2 separate regions of the Mus musculus genome follow, and region 2 is linked to region 1. The links are chromatin contacts, called in public HiChIP or PLAC-seq maps. All regions are on one chromosome and are shown on one strand. Each heading gives the region's core, a stretch centred on a gene start, on an enhancer-like site or on the middle of the called end of the contact. The rest is flanking DNA. Distances are from core to core; before and after follow the strand shown.

Region 1 (7,417 bases), core at 1,946-4,445:
ACACTGTCATTGAAACGGTGGCCGATCAGACACTTGCATGGTAAGTTCAGCTCCAAGGGACACGGGTGCTTTCAGGTGTCCCAAGTTCTTATCCCATCCTTGTCCCACCCCCAAGCCCCTGTGAAAAATAGATCAAGCAACTTAATTTCCCAGCATCTTTTCTTCCTCGGTTTTCCCCGTGACAACAGCGCTTTCTGTGGAGTTCATCCTCTCGAAGGCAGCTCACTGTGCTAATCCCTGCCCACCTCCCACTCCCACCAGAGTCTTAAAATAGAGAACCTGGCTGTCGTCATCCGCTTTCCACACTCATGAGTTCAGACTGTTTTTCTCGAGGGCTTCCGAAATGACTCTTCTTCCAATCCGCAGCATCTGGTCGTAGCCCTCCCTCCCGGCCCAGCCCTAGAGCTCTGAGGCACGAACATTGAGACGTCATGTCAGCAGCCACGGGGACTCCCACCCACTCGGCAGCAGCGCCCTGGCGGCTCTACCCAAGCAACAGGAGGCATAATTACAACATGTTCCTTCCCTCATTGAGTTCACAGTTTATACAGGACCCAGACTTAAGGACTCGAGTCTCCTCACGTGCTGTTTCCGAGTACCTTTGTGTTCAGCCATGCCAGTGGAGAAGTCTCTGTAGCTGGCTTTGACTACTTTGTGGGTTCTTCTTTCTTCCACCCTTCTCCACCCTTTCAGCCCCCTACCCTAACACTAGATAGGAGAGAAAGGGGGTAGAGGGGAAAGGGGGCCATGTTAGACTACTCCCTGATGATGAGAAGTGTTGACTTCCTTGGGGCAAGTTTGATCTTTGTCATCCCAATATCTAATTTCTTCTTTCTTCTTCTTTCACACGACTACTTAACAAACTGAGACCAACAGCAACCAACCGACAACCCCCACTCACTCCTCTCTGGGCCCTAGCATTTATATACCCTCTGAAAAGTCCCCAGAATTCCAAACGTCGCACAATCCCAGAAACTATCTGCAGCTGGCAAAACCTGCCCCTGCTAGAGTTCTGGGCAAGTCATAGTCCGCTGCTGTAGACAGTCTGAAGTAACCCCAGATCTCACACCTGGGATTAAAATAAACATATTTTCTTATAAGTTCTCACTACAAGTCTTCTTATTAAAAACAAAACTTTGCCTGTGTTTCCACTTACCATGCATCGTAGACTGGAACTGAAATTAACCAAGCTATCTTTTCTTTACCTGGGCTACTAATGCAAATGGATGCAGAGAGAGAAAGAGAGAGAGAGATACAGAGATAGATACAGAGATTGATACATGGCTTGATAGATGATACATAGATAGATGATAGATAGACTGATTGATAGAGATAGATGATACATAGATGATAGATGGATGGATGGATAGATAGATAGATAGATAGATAATCAGACTGCAGTACCTATGAGTGACCACTTGAACTCTGTGGTCCCTTTCTATTCCTTCCTGTATCTGCTTCACATCATTTCTGGTCTCATTCTCTTAGAACATTCCATCATGTTGTCACATAGAGGAAAAATATACACCATCAGACTTCAATAGTCTTTTTTTTTTTTTTTTTTTTCCTGAGACAAAGTCTCCTGGAATTGCTGGGGGCAGCCTCGAAATCACAGAGCTCTGCCTGCATCTGACTCCTGAGTGCTGAGATTAAATGCAGGGCTTGTCACACCTGGCCAGACTTAAACGTTCTTAACCTGTCCTCATTTATGAGTTAGTGCTTGGCAATCTCTTCGTCTCTCCTTCCGTAACCCCCCTCCCGCTTCCCCCTCTCTCTCTCTCTCCCTGCCTCCCTCCCAGCTTTCCTCGTCTGTCTCCCTCTCTTCCTTGACCCTATCTTCTTCCTCTCCCTGCCTCCTCCTCTCTCTCCTCACCCAGGACTCCCTACATGCTTAGTATATACTCAGAGCCAGACTTCACCCTCCTCCATTTTTCTTTTCTCATTTGAAATGTTCTCCTTAACGCTGAAGAAATGGTTCCATTCACTGTGATTTGAATTCTAGGGGACCGACCTACAGGCAGGCACGAGTGTCACATGTGTGCGTGTGTGCACACACACACACAACATACACGTTTCCCTCCCTCCATCCCTATTCCTTTCTTTGTTGATTTTGGAGTAGATGGAGGGGGATTTTCTCTTGGTTTTGAAGGACAGACGAAAGATTCTCAACCATTTCAGGGATTAAAGCCCACCCTCCCTCCCTCCCTCCCTTCCTTCCTTCCTTCCCCTCTTTATTTATTCATCTATTTTGAGACATGATTTCATATGGCCAAGTCTGACCTTGAACTCCTGATCTTGCTGCCCCTACCTTCTAAGTGCTAAGATTACAGACATGTGCCACTATGCGTGTTAGTTTGTTAGCACATTGCTAGGTATCAGATTTTCAAATGTCAGTAGGCAAACCCTTTACCAACTGAGCTGTATCCCCACCCAGCCCAGACAGTCCTTTTTTTTTTTAAGACTTCTTTTTTTTTTTTTCTAATTTCAAATATAGCTTATGTTCATTATTGGAAAATATAGAAAGTGTTGGATGTTAAAAGCTGGTCTGGGCAGACAGTTTATTCTGGCCAGATGCCTTCCAAGCATGTCTTACAACCAGAGTTCCATCTGGATGGAGAGGGCCGACTCCTGAAAGTTGTCCTCTGATCTCCGCACATGTGCCATGGGGGCTCACACCCTGCCATATGTCGTACACACCTGCATGCTCACACGCAGTGGTTGGGGCTTATTCTGTGTTTTTCAATAGTGAGAGTCCATGCCCTCCATTAAGGTGCACTGAGGCAGAGAATCTTTGCTGACTGTGCGCTTATTGCTCCTCACTGATCCTGGCCGTCTGCCTTACCACAAGAACTCAGACTTGGGGCTCTTTGTATCCTGGTGCCCCGTGGTTCTCTCACCCTGTGTGACTTAGCTCTCAGTGTGGCAGCAGGCAGCCCTGTGAAGCACAGTAGGTTAGAACAGCAGACGCCGATGTCTTCCTAAGCGTCCCCAAGGCAGGTATTTGATTGCAGCAGTGTTGGCCTCGGCTCCATTAAGCTTCAGAACCAAGGCAGAAGAAAGGATTTCCATGGTAGAAGCTTAAAGCAAGAGGTTGGGGGGATCGGAAGAATCAGAGAGCAGTTAAGACTTACGTTGTCTCTGCCACATTCACTAGTGTTAGCCAGTCAGTTTGCATGATTCAGGGTTGGGGAAGTAACTCCACACACAGACAGGAAAGGCACTTAATTGGCTGCCAGTCTCCCTTAGTGGTACTTCCCACACTGTCCTTCTGCAGCTGAAACTTGGAGAGAAAATTATCAGGGAGTTCTGAGAAAGCTGAGGGACAGATGGAGTTGTCCCCTGGGGTCGGTGGGTCTGTCACGTACTTCTGTGGCTGTCCAGAGCTGCAGTGTCTAGATAGCAGTTTGTCCTTTCTGAGCCACCGGAGTCAGTATAGGTGCTGTCCCACTGGAAACAGACACTTTGCCATTTCCTTGTTACTTGTTATTTTGTCTCTTAGCAAGCCTTGCTTCTTGGTTTGGTTTCTTCTTGCTAGGTTTCCCCTGTACTATGAGCTGAAGATTGCCTTCGTCATTTGGCTGCTGTCGCCCTACACTAGAGGGGCGAGTTTAATCTATAGAAAGTTCCTTCATCCCCTGCTGTCATCAAAGGAAAGGGTAAGTGAGATGTACGGGTTACTTCCCCACTGTCTTTAAGTAGTGTGTGTCAGCATGCGTAACATCCAGAGGCTTCTTAACGTTATTCTAAATAAAACTAACAGGGGGAAGTGGTGCACACCTCCGGAGGCAGAGGCAGGTAGATCTCTGAGTTGGAGGATAGCCTGGTCTACATATCCAATACCAAGCTAGCCAGGACTACATAGTAAGACCCTGTCTCATAAAACCTGAATAAACTAACATCTATTGGTGTGTTGTTGTTATTCTTAGCCAGTTTTTGTTTTTAAGACAAGATCTTGCCGGGGCCTAGCAAACACAGAAGTGGATGCTCACAGTCAGCTATTGGATGGATCACAGGGCCCCCAATGGAGGAGCTAGAGAAAGTACCCAAGGAGCTAAAGGGATCTGCAACCCTATAGGTGGAACAACAATATGAACTAACCAGTACCCCGGAGCTCTTGACTCTAGCTGCATATGTATCAAAAGATGGCCTAGTCGGCCATCACTGGAAAGAGAGGCCCAATGGACTTGCAAACTTTATATGCCCCAGTACAGGGGAATGCCAGGGCCAAAAAGTGGGAGTGGGTGGGTAGGGGAGTGGAGGGAGGGTATGGGGGACTTTTGGGATAGCATTGGAAATGTAAATGAGGAAAATACCTAATAAAATTAAAAAAAAAAAAAAAAGACAAGATCTTGCAGGGCATTGATGGCATAAGCCTTTAATCCCAACACTTGGGAGGCAGAGGCAGGCAGATTTCTGAGTTCGAGGTCAGCCTGGTCTACAGAGTGAGTTCCAGGACAGCCCAGGGCTACACGGAGAAACCCTGTCTTAAAAAAAAAAAAAAAAAAAAAAAAAAAAAAAAGACAAGATCTCACTGTATAGTCCTGGCTAGTCTAGAACATCCTATGTAGATCAGGCTGGCCTCCAATTTACACAAAGATCACAAAGATCTGACCATCCACAGTGCTGGGCTTATGGCTTGCACTACCACACCCAGCTTAATTTATTTATTTTTCCCCCCTCAGGGCCTCCTGTAGCCCAAGCTGGCTTTGAACTTACTAAGTAGCTAAAGATAACCTTGAACTTCTGCTCTAACTGACCATACCTCCCTATAGGGATCTCAGGGGTGTGCTACCACACCTAGTTTTACTGTTAATTTTTCTGCCCCCAGGAAATTGATGATTATATTGTCCAAGCCAAAGAAAGAGGCTATGAGACAATGGTGAATTTTGGACGGCAAGGTTTGAATTTAGCAGCTGCAGCCGCCGTCACTGCAGCAGTGAAGGTAAGTTTGCCTTTGTCTGTTTAGCCAGGGTCTCCTTGTCAGCAGATGCAGAGAGGCAGCTAGTTTTATTTTAGATCATTATAAAGCTATGACAGAATTTCGTTTCATATTTATTCTAACAATGAAATAAACAAGTAGGTGATTTTAATGATATTTTAACACTTCATTTTCTGTCCTACTTGGGAATCCAAACCTCTTAGTGATTATGACATTAGAAGTAGCTAATAAAACATACCTGCAGGCTGGGTGTGTTGGCGCATGCCTTTAATCCCAGCACTTGGGAGGCAGAGGCAGGCGGATTTCTGAGTTCGAGGCCAGCCTGGTCTACAAAGTGAGTTCCAGGACAGCCAGAGCTATACTTTTAACCTTGCATAGTTTTGATGAGTCACCTTAAGTATCTCTGTATCTTTGATGTTTCTCTCTCTCTCTCTCCCTCTCTTCCTCCCTCTCTCTCTCTCCCTCTCTCTCTTGCACTGCCTTGCTAGGATTTCTTGCTTGCTTTTACACCTCTACTTCCACCAATTTGAGGTAACTGTTGATTCAGAAGAAAGCATGTGAAAAGTGTGTTCTCAGAACTGGGTGTTTACTCAGCAAGCCTCTAACGCCATAGCTCTTCTTTCGAGCCGAGTAACCGATGGAGTGCCTTCTCTGGAAACTCACATTCTGGCTTTCAGATTCCTTTGCATGGAGTAATTGGTGTGGCTCATTTTCAGTAGCACAGCATAACTGATTTTAGTGTGTGGTGTGTGGGGAAAAAGAAAAAAGAGCGGACTTCACAGTGCTGGCTGTGACCTTTGATGTTACCATGAGCAATTTGCTAATTTATGTGTGCCTGGGGAGCTTTGTGTCTAAAAGGAGGGTGTGAGGGTGATGTGTCTGTGAGGTACCTGATGGCGCAGCACTTGCTCATAGTGGGAACCCGGGAATCTTAACATCATGCAAATGGTTTACTAATATGAAATAAGATGGGGGTACTAGTGTTCTGCTTTCCGTCAAGCCCTTTCATTGTTTCTTGTTGTTTTAAGATTTATTTTTACCGTGTGTGTGTGTGTGTGTGTGTGTGTGTGTGTCTGTGTGTGTGTGTCTGTGTGTGTGTCTGGTGTGTCTGTGTGTCTGTGTTTGTGTGTGTATGCATGTGAGTACAGGTTCCCCTTGGAGACTAGAAGCTTGTCTCTGTTTGTGTGTATCTGTGTTTGTGTGGGTATGCATTGTGAGCACAGGTGCCCAAGAAGACTAGAATCTTGTGTGTGTCTGTCTGTGCGTGTGTCTCTGTGACTGTGAGTCTGCGTGTCTCTGTGTGTTTGCATGGGTATGCACGTGAGCGTGGGTATGCCAATGGAGACCAGAAGTGTAGGATTCCCTGGAGCTAGAGTTACAGACAGCTGTGAGCCTCCTAATGTGGATGCTGGGAACTGAAACTGGGTCGTCTACAAGAGCAGCAGCAAGTGCTCTTAACTGCTGAGCCATCTCTACAGAGCAGGTCAGACTGTTTTTAACTCACCTATGCAATGGAAAGATATAGTTCAGCTAAGCAGCGATGAAATTGCAGCAGCAAAAGAGTGATGTTACCTGAGGGCGCTTTCCGTGCACAGAGAGACCTTTGGCTCACCTGTCAGAGTTAATATCATCAAAAAGCGAGAAATCCACATGCTGTTCTTAGCAGCATCGCAGTGAGGGCTAAGTGGAGATTCAATATGTAGATAACTATATTGATAATGGTTATTGATTATAGTCTTATGTTGCAATGCTTACTATTGTATAGTTTTCCTCTTACTGGGTTTGTGGGGGTTTCTTTCTTTAAAATAGATGGATAAACACTAACACAGCAACATTTTGAGCTTATTGAAGCTTTTTGGGTTTTGTTTCTTGCTTAATGAAAATACATTGCTGATCACACGTCCACCAAAAAGACCACCCAGGAAATAAATCATCTTTCACAGTCAGACCCTGTGAAAGGAGAGGACCTACGTGATCATCAAAGAAAAATAAGTCCTACAGTATGTTCAGGGCAGTGAGCCTCCAGGTCAAGGGGCCCGTATCTCACCCAGCACCATGGGGAAAGAATGACCATCTCTGAGCAGCGCCACCCCCATCCCAACCACTGCCTCCAAACACCAACAAGGAAGCTAGAATTCTTCCACGTCAGACACTAAAAGCACAATCATGTTCAAATGACTTAGCATCAGAACAGCAGTAAGTTTCTAATTAGTGACAGTGGAATCACGAAGCCGGTGTGCCGTCACCCATGATGACATCACCCAAGATGCCATCGTGTGGGTCGGGCTCAAGTTCTATGATAGGCAAGCCTGTCAATCAGGTGTGAACTTAAAATAATCAAAGAGTAAAAAAAATTTTTTTTGGTTGTTTTTGCTTTTGTTTTTCGAGACAGGGTTTCTCTGTGTAGCCCTGGCTGACCTGGAACTCACTTAGACCAGGTTGGCCTCGAACTCAGAAATCCGCTTGCCTCTGCTTCCC
Region 2 (7,417 bases), core at 3,554-6,053, 190 kb before region 1:
AGTGAGGGAGACAGAGTCTGGCCAGTGCTATCAGAGTAGTATTGGGATTCTTGCTTCCCCCACCCACCAAAAGCTACATACTGTAACCCAGGTTAGCTTTGAACTACCAACAATTCTGAGTAATTGTCCTGAGTTCTGGAATGAGAAGCATATCACACCAGGCTTACAAGTTATTTTATGACTAGTCTTTCTAATCTAAAATTGATCAATTAAAAATGTCTTTAATCGCCAGGCAGTGGTGGTGCACACGGGAGGCAGAGGCAGGCAGATTTCTGAGTTCGAGGCCAGCCTGGTCTACAGAGAGTTCCAGGACAGCCACGACTCCACAGAGAAACCCTGTCTCGAAAAAAAAACCAAAAAAAAAAAAAAAAAAAGTCTTTAATCACCTCAGGATTTCTAGTTTCCTACTTTTTATTTTAATGAGGTGTTTGGCTTTGGAGACAGGGTCTCATAGCCTAGGCTAGCTTCAAACTTACTACACAGCAATCTCGAGACATGACAATAACCTTGAACTTCTAATTCCCCTGGTTCTGCTTCTCTTTGAAAGCTCCCTCTGAGAAGCAACAATTACAGTCCCCTTCACCCAGTATGGTTGTCTTCATCAGAACATTTCTTTTCCTCAAACCTGAGGTTTCTTCATGCTCCCTTGATTCCTTTGGAATTTAGTTCTCACAATGCATGAGCACCACTTCTATAACCCTCAACTCCTTCCCAAGGCGGCCTGCCTTGCCTCTGGTGTACTGCTGGCCATAGGCTCTGAAGTAAAAAACAATGTATGGCTTTTGGGTTTTGTTTTGCTTTGTTTTGTTTTTTTGAGATAAGGTCCCTCTCTACATAGCCCAGGCTGGGCTCAAACTCAGATCTGCCTCCGCTGACATGTGTGTTGTACTACTGCAAGGGCGTGCACACTATCTCCCTCGTCTTGTGATCCTTCATTAAGTACCCACACGTTTTCAAATGAAACAGCTCAGCTATCATCCTATAAAAGGTCATAAACTTCACAGAGGCACGGAAGAGCACAGATGGGACTCAGCAGCAATCCTGGGGTGGGGCTGGAATGTGAGGCTCAGAACTAGCTTTACTGGTGGTGTTACCTGCCCTTTTAGGAAGCTTTTACATGTAAAGCACGTGACAATATTTATGTTAAAGAGAATAGGATCTAGATGAATTTTGTATTTTACTATAAGCCTTGTGAACTATGATATGATATATTAGTTATAATGTTTAAATATGACCATTCCTATGTTTTATAGCCAAAGCTGTTTATCTGGATTCATAGACAACATTTTTTACTTAAGTAAATGTAAAACTGTTTTGGCAAAAGTATATGCATTTTTAAGAAAATTTAAAACTAAGGTGGATATTTTCTTACAATTTTTAGGAAGAAATGCTAAAACTCTGATGGAGGAAGAATGAATCTGTTCAAAGAAAGATTGGGAAACATGAGTAATTGAGGCATACTGTGCAAGGCTGAGCTGCCAGCCACTGTCACAGCCCATCATGAGTTAGTATTGTTTAGACTATGTCAGAACAAAGAACACAGGAAAGGAGCTCCTCAGAGTCTGCAGAGACACTGCCACTTCTTGTACTTCGACTTACCTCCTAAAGTAGTAAAATCTACAAAACACCGGTGAGTGAGTTGATTCTTCCCCCTTCTTACTCCGGATAAGTCTGCACTCTCGGCACTTCTGTAAGTTGGGACCTATCTCACAGCAGGAGTCATCCTGCAGAAATGATTCTCCAGTTTGCTTCAGCTTCTTGACCTTCCGCCAGTCTTTCAGCACGGAACGAGGAACGCCAGCTGTAAAATGAGAAGGAACTTATCAACAGGGTTCTGTTTTACAGAAAGGGTTAGTCTTTGGGACTGAAATGCTTGCTGATAAGACCAAACTCCAAATAAATGATGGACAACTGCTAAGTCTCTCTAACATCCTCTGTTTACCTGCCCATCCACTCTAATCAGACAGGAAAGGAGAGCAGTAATCCTTCAGTGAAATGAAATGTTTACACTGCATCTTTATAAGAGTGTAATACCAAACATAAGAATCATTCACATTATGTACACATTTAGCCGAAAATAAGCCTGTTGCTAGGTATGGAGGCGTGTGCCTTTAATTCCAGCTCTCGGTAGCTCTTGGGCAACTGAAGTAGAAGAATGAGCACATGTTTAAGGCCAGCCTGGGATATCTAGTGAAAACGTCTCAAAACCCACTACCACCACCAAAAACAATCATCATCTTCCTCTTATGACAAGAACCTAGTAGACAACATCGATATATTGATGGGAACTGTATCTTTTACAAAATTAAAAGGGTTGTGAAGAAAGGGAGGGAGGGAGGGTCTACAATATTAATTGGGGCATTTTGTTGAAGGAAGTGATAGAAAAGCAAACTCAAAGCAATCAACTGCTCCTCATTATAAATGTCCGGAAAGCCCAAGTGTTCTGAGGGCGATCTTTAATCTTTGCAAACACACAAGAGATACTTTGTCCAGTGTGTAAGGAAATACAATCTCTCAAATGGACTATGCTCTAAGATTTGTAGGCAAAAAGATAAATTCATTCTCCATATTCAGTCCCACTGTTTCATAACTGGTCCTTAGCATGAACCAACAAGGGAAACAACATTAGTAAAGTCATCTGTGTACCAGGAGCAACCTGTAGGCCAGGAGAGTCAACAAAGCATACAGATAACTGCACTTCCACCTAAATACCTAAAAGGTATTCGTTTAAGAACGAGCTCCGCAGCCAGCAGATGTACTTCCTTACCCTGTGTCTTTTACCATCCTCTCAATCACAGAGATTTGATGTACAGCCCACTATTTGTAACTCAAGAATAAATATTTGCTGTCCTTCCTTTCAAATCCTTTCCAATTGTATCAAAGACACACAGGTTCTGAAACCAAATATATCTTACCAAAGCTGAGAACAGAATTCCTATCCAGATTTCCCACTAATACCTAGTTATTGATAGTGTGAGTAGTATAATCACACATACACACACAGACGTGCACACACACCACTCTCCAATAGGTAGTATTGTTTAGGGCTAGATTAAAATATAAAATATATTATAGACTAAAATATATTTAGGATTGCTGCCTGCTTCTTTATTCTTTACAATTGTTCCCTCCTTTTTAGTCTTTATCATGGGCTAGAGACCACCCAGTAATCACATATGCTCAGGCACACAGCACATGCCAGTTATGGCATAACGACTGGTATAAAGATGTTTCTAGGGTTGCAGAGATGGCTTTCTAGTCAATACCACTGGCTGCTCTTCCAGAAGACCAAGGTTCAATCCCCAATGCCTATAACTTCAATTCCAGCCCCTGGAGATCTAATGCTATTTTCTGGCCTCCACGGCACCAGACATACACATAATGCACACTTAATTCAAGCAGGAAAACACCCATGCACATAAACTAATGAAAAGGCGCTTCTTTTCCAATGCATACAAGAGATCTTTCCTCTGGACTTTATTAAAGGGTGTTAGAATGAACAACACATATCACACCACTGATGAGACATTATTTCGCACACTTTCTTCAATCATTTACTTCTAAATTGATTACACTAGAGAAAACTAAATGCAATCCTGTTTCTATTTCTTTTAAACTGGGAATTAACTTTGACCAATATACTTTTAATTCTATATGATGGGAGCAGTTTAGAATGTGAAACTTCATAACACGGATTGTAATAACTTAAAAAGTACTATGAATTTTTCAAAATGATATACGTGAAACCAATTCTTAATTATGTGATAACAAAATAGGCACTTCTGAAGGGTTTTTTTTTTTTTTTTAAAGAAGTGAATGAATTACAAAGGTAACTTATTGAAGGGCTTTTGATACTATTAATTCTTCTATACTAGGCCATACTTGATATTAGTAAATTTCTTCTAGTAATTTAATAATACTATCTGCTTTAAATAAGGCATCATCCTTTAATTCAAACTGTCTAATTTATTGGCAATGTATCTAAAATGTATAGGTCTGTGAATAAAACCCTACTAACATACATTACCTAACACCGCTCCTTTTATACAGTGAGAGCCTTGAAGACCTAGATCTTGGTTAACAAATTCAAAAACAGCTGCCCTAGTGAAGAGAACTCGGGAGCAAGACATTAAAGTCACATAAATACATGCGAACCCTTGATTTCTCAATGTCAACACCATAAATGCACTTTGGGATACAGAAATTAATTATAGAGTGTAGGGGACTCACTAGTGTATACATCAACAAGTATATTGTAAACATTCTAAAATTCGGTCACAATTTCAGCTCATAAAGTAAATTTAAGCAAAAATGATTTAGGAAATCTCCCTAAACTCCCAGCTTTGTTACATGGTTAGGGTGAGACGGACCACATCACACTGCTCCTCAGTACTGTGCTTACAGCTAAACAGGAACTACTTCTCGAATGAGATCAGGTCTCAGCTAAATACTTTAGTATCAGAAGTACAGTTCTTTTCTGGTGTAATAATCAAAGCTGTATTTTGACATTTCTAGGAAAAGATCAATTTCTAAACTTCACACTGTACTGTCTTTCCTACAACAAATGTCAGGTGAAAACATCTCTCAAGATCGGGGATCTAATCTTTTCCTCTTGTGGGGAGACAGGAAAGGCAGAAAGGAAATTCACAACTACATCCCATGGAGCCACATCCTTACTGCGAGGACCCGTGGCCCATTTTATTTGCGATAAATCAATGTATTTACTCACCGCTATTACTGTTCTGCAACTTCAGTTTACTTTTGTCCTTGGCGCTCCTGCTGAGAACTCCATTAGGCTTCGAGTCCTCTTCGACCTCGCCTTTCCTCTTCTGCAGGTCGTTCTGCTTCTTTTTATAAGTTGGCTTCGGCTGCCGTTTAGTCCTCTGCTCCGACTTGCTTTCGCTCTCATCTGAGTCTCCACTTTCAGAGCCAGATTCGTAAGTTCTTTTGGCTTTTCTCCTGCTGACTTTCTCATCTCTTCCATATTTATCTACAGCGACTCTGCCATCTGCACGATTTTCTATATCATTAGATGTAGAGGCTATTAAGTTGACAGAACATGGCTTAATAATTTCGGATACAGAATTCCCTGAATTTTCCATTTTATTAGTATTTTTATCTTCTTCTGAATGTCTGGTGAGCCAGGCCTTCTTCAGTTTAGTGTGGTAGTTGGGCTGACTGGACTGGGCTGCTGGCCCATTTCCTACAGAGATTGCTTTGTTACTTGCAGTGCAGGTCATGGTGCTATCCAGGGGAAGAGAGGCTGCCACTGTCTGATTTCTCACAGTATTAAGTTCAGCCTCACTGACACTACTATTTTTAAACTGAGCTGCAGCCAACGCTGCCTTGTGCTTTTTTAAATGAATAAAATCAGTTGTGCCTGAGAAGCCAGAGCCGGGCTGAACAGCACTTCCTGTCTTACTACAGGCCAGAGTGCCTGGAACCGCGGTGCTGACTGTGCAGTCCTTTGCTTGCGCCACTGCCTGACTAACAACACTTTTTGAAGAAGTACATTCGAAGGGTGTAGAGGCCGAAATGGTATTTGATAAAGAATAACTTGTTTCTGCACTACTCAAGCTGGAGACACTGGTGGTAGTGGCAGCAGATGTGAACACATCTGCTTTGGTAGTAGAGACTACATTTACAGCAGACATGACTGAAACAGGAACGTTGCCCTGGGAGACAGCTTCAAAGTTTTTTTCAGATTTCACATGAGCACTTTCTAAATTCACATTTGGTAGAATAATTCTTCCAGTCTCTCCGGCTTCTGGTTTGAGGTAATCTGTTTTATTTGCCCCAGATGAAGATCTTTCACAAACTCGATCTTTGGAAGCTAATGGTACAGATGGCACACTATCAACTTTTGTACTAGAAGGTGGACGAACAATGACAGATGCCACAGCAGCCTGGGACTTTCCACTACTCTTTTCCACGGGCCACTCAGCTTTCTCTCTGTTGAGGTTGTTATTAGATCTCCACATTTCCGTTAGACTCTGATCAGAAGAATTCTTAAAATTTGACTGAGAGTCTTTTGGCTCAGGAATTAGAGTTGGAGGCTTCTGAGATTCTTGAACTTTGCCACCAGCATTTACTGGCATCACCGGTGTCAGTGTTGGAGGGGAAAGGCTACTGTAGCTGCTTTCCTTTCTTTCCAAACTGTGGTGGATTGGTGGATGGAATACTGGTGCCCTGTGCAGAGCAGGCATGCTGCGGAGTGCATTAGTAGAAGAAACAGTCAGATGGGTAGGGCTCCGACAATCACTTCTGAACGTTGTTACTGAGTGAGATGCACTCTGATGGGGAAGATGGTCTGGTATCTTGCCCACTAAACTTTCACTTTCTGGTTGGTGTTTAATCAAAGGTGGAGGCTTCGAAAGAGATGATATAAAAGAATGAGTTTGAGGATTGGCTGTTGCAGAAAGGTTATTATTTTGTTTCTCAGTGTAAATGTTGGAAACTTCTTTGGATGGGTAGGATCTTGGTGGCTCATTGACCACACTATTAGATAAAGTAGTGAAGTAGTTACTCTGGGGCAAACTCTGAGGCACTGAGTGCTTCATCTTATAAATCTCTGACACGGAGCGGTCTACGTCTTTATCTTGTTTGATAGCATGGCTTTTAGGACTAGAAGATGATGGTACTACTCTGGAGTAATTCTCTCTTTCAACCTCATGACCCTTGATTTTGGTTGTAAATGGAGCCACATCAATACTCTCCTGAAGAATCCGACGATGTTCCTCCTTGTATTTGTTCAGTCTCTCTCCAGTCTCCTGGGGTGGCCTTGGACCCACAAAATGCCTATGCAAGTGACAATCTTTTCCTGCCTGTGACCTATTAAGATCCAGGTCACCTTTTACTGATGTGGATGCATTAGACCGTAATGGTTCCATAAAAGCTTTCCTCTCCAATTCTCTACAAAGAAAATACACAAAGATTCCTGTAATCACTTTTCCATACAAAATGATTTTTATGAAATGTTATTCTGTTATGAAAGCAAACAGTTTTGATAGTATTTAAAATTGGAAGATATACCAGTGTGAAAAGAACATATCCACATGTAGTGACTTATACCTATTATTGCCATTACTTGGAAGGCTGAGGCAGGAGGATTGCAATGAGTTCAATAGCAGACTGACTCAACAAGGCAAAACACAAGGAAAAGAAAAGAATCTTCAGTCTGGATTTGACACCAATTTTAAATAAACTATTTAAAAAGTGGATTGAGAAAATCATGAGCCGGGCGTGGTGGCGCATGCCTTTAATCCCAGCACTTAGGAGGCAGAGGCAGGCGGATTTCTGAGTTTGAGGCCAGCCTGATCTACAGAGTGAGTTCCAGGACAGCCAGGGCTACACAGAGAAACCCTGTCTCGAAAAACCAAAAAAAAAAAAAAAAAAAACCAAAAAAAAAAAAAAAAAA

What was found. HiChIP or PLAC-seq counts read pairs in DNA pulled down with a chosen protein or histone mark.
Region 2: an H3K27ac HiChIP or PLAC-seq map of microglia shows a contact between it and region 1, with 4 times the contacts expected there. The contact joins two enhancer-like sites. A contact is called at or near these places in 5 of 39 promoter capture datasets (the 3T3-L1 cell line, hippocampal neurons, liver and 2 more), 3 of 484 Hi-C or Micro-C datasets (erythroblasts, liver and microglia), 2 of 115 datasets of contacts at active chromatin or transcription factors (embryonic stem cells and microglia) and 3 of 9 other capture datasets (adipose tissue, liver and pancreatic islet).

Annotation. Positions count from the first base shown.
Region 1 is chr10:67,032,124-67,039,540 of GRCm38.p6, reverse strand. Reep3 (receptor accessory protein 3) reads left to right here. Exons shown (of 8, transcript NM_178606.5): 3 at 1-40; 4 at 3,536-3,656; 5 at 4,829-4,942. It overlaps Gm31763 (predicted gene, 31763), which reads right to left. Exons shown (of 7, transcript NR_110511.1): 4 at 2,898-3,077. Among named protein-coding and RNA genes, the nearest start is that of Gm31763, 31 kb to the right of the region's middle. Within about 2 kb of position 3,195, at least 19 of the 459 cell types and tissues checked have an H3K27ac peak or open chromatin away from gene starts, as enhancers often do. A contact at or near this core is called in microglia, where this site is marked.
Region 2 is chr10:67,224,232-67,231,648 of GRCm38.p6, reverse strand. It overlaps Jmjd1c (jumonji domain containing 1C), which reads right to left. Exons shown (of 26, transcript NM_207221.3): 10 at 4,733-6,912; 11 at 1,600-1,801. Among named protein-coding and RNA genes, the nearest start is that of Nrbf2, 57 kb to the left of the region's middle. Within about 2 kb of position 4,803, at least 105 of the 459 cell types and tissues checked have an H3K27ac peak or open chromatin away from gene starts, as enhancers often do. A contact at or near this core is called in microglia, where this site is marked.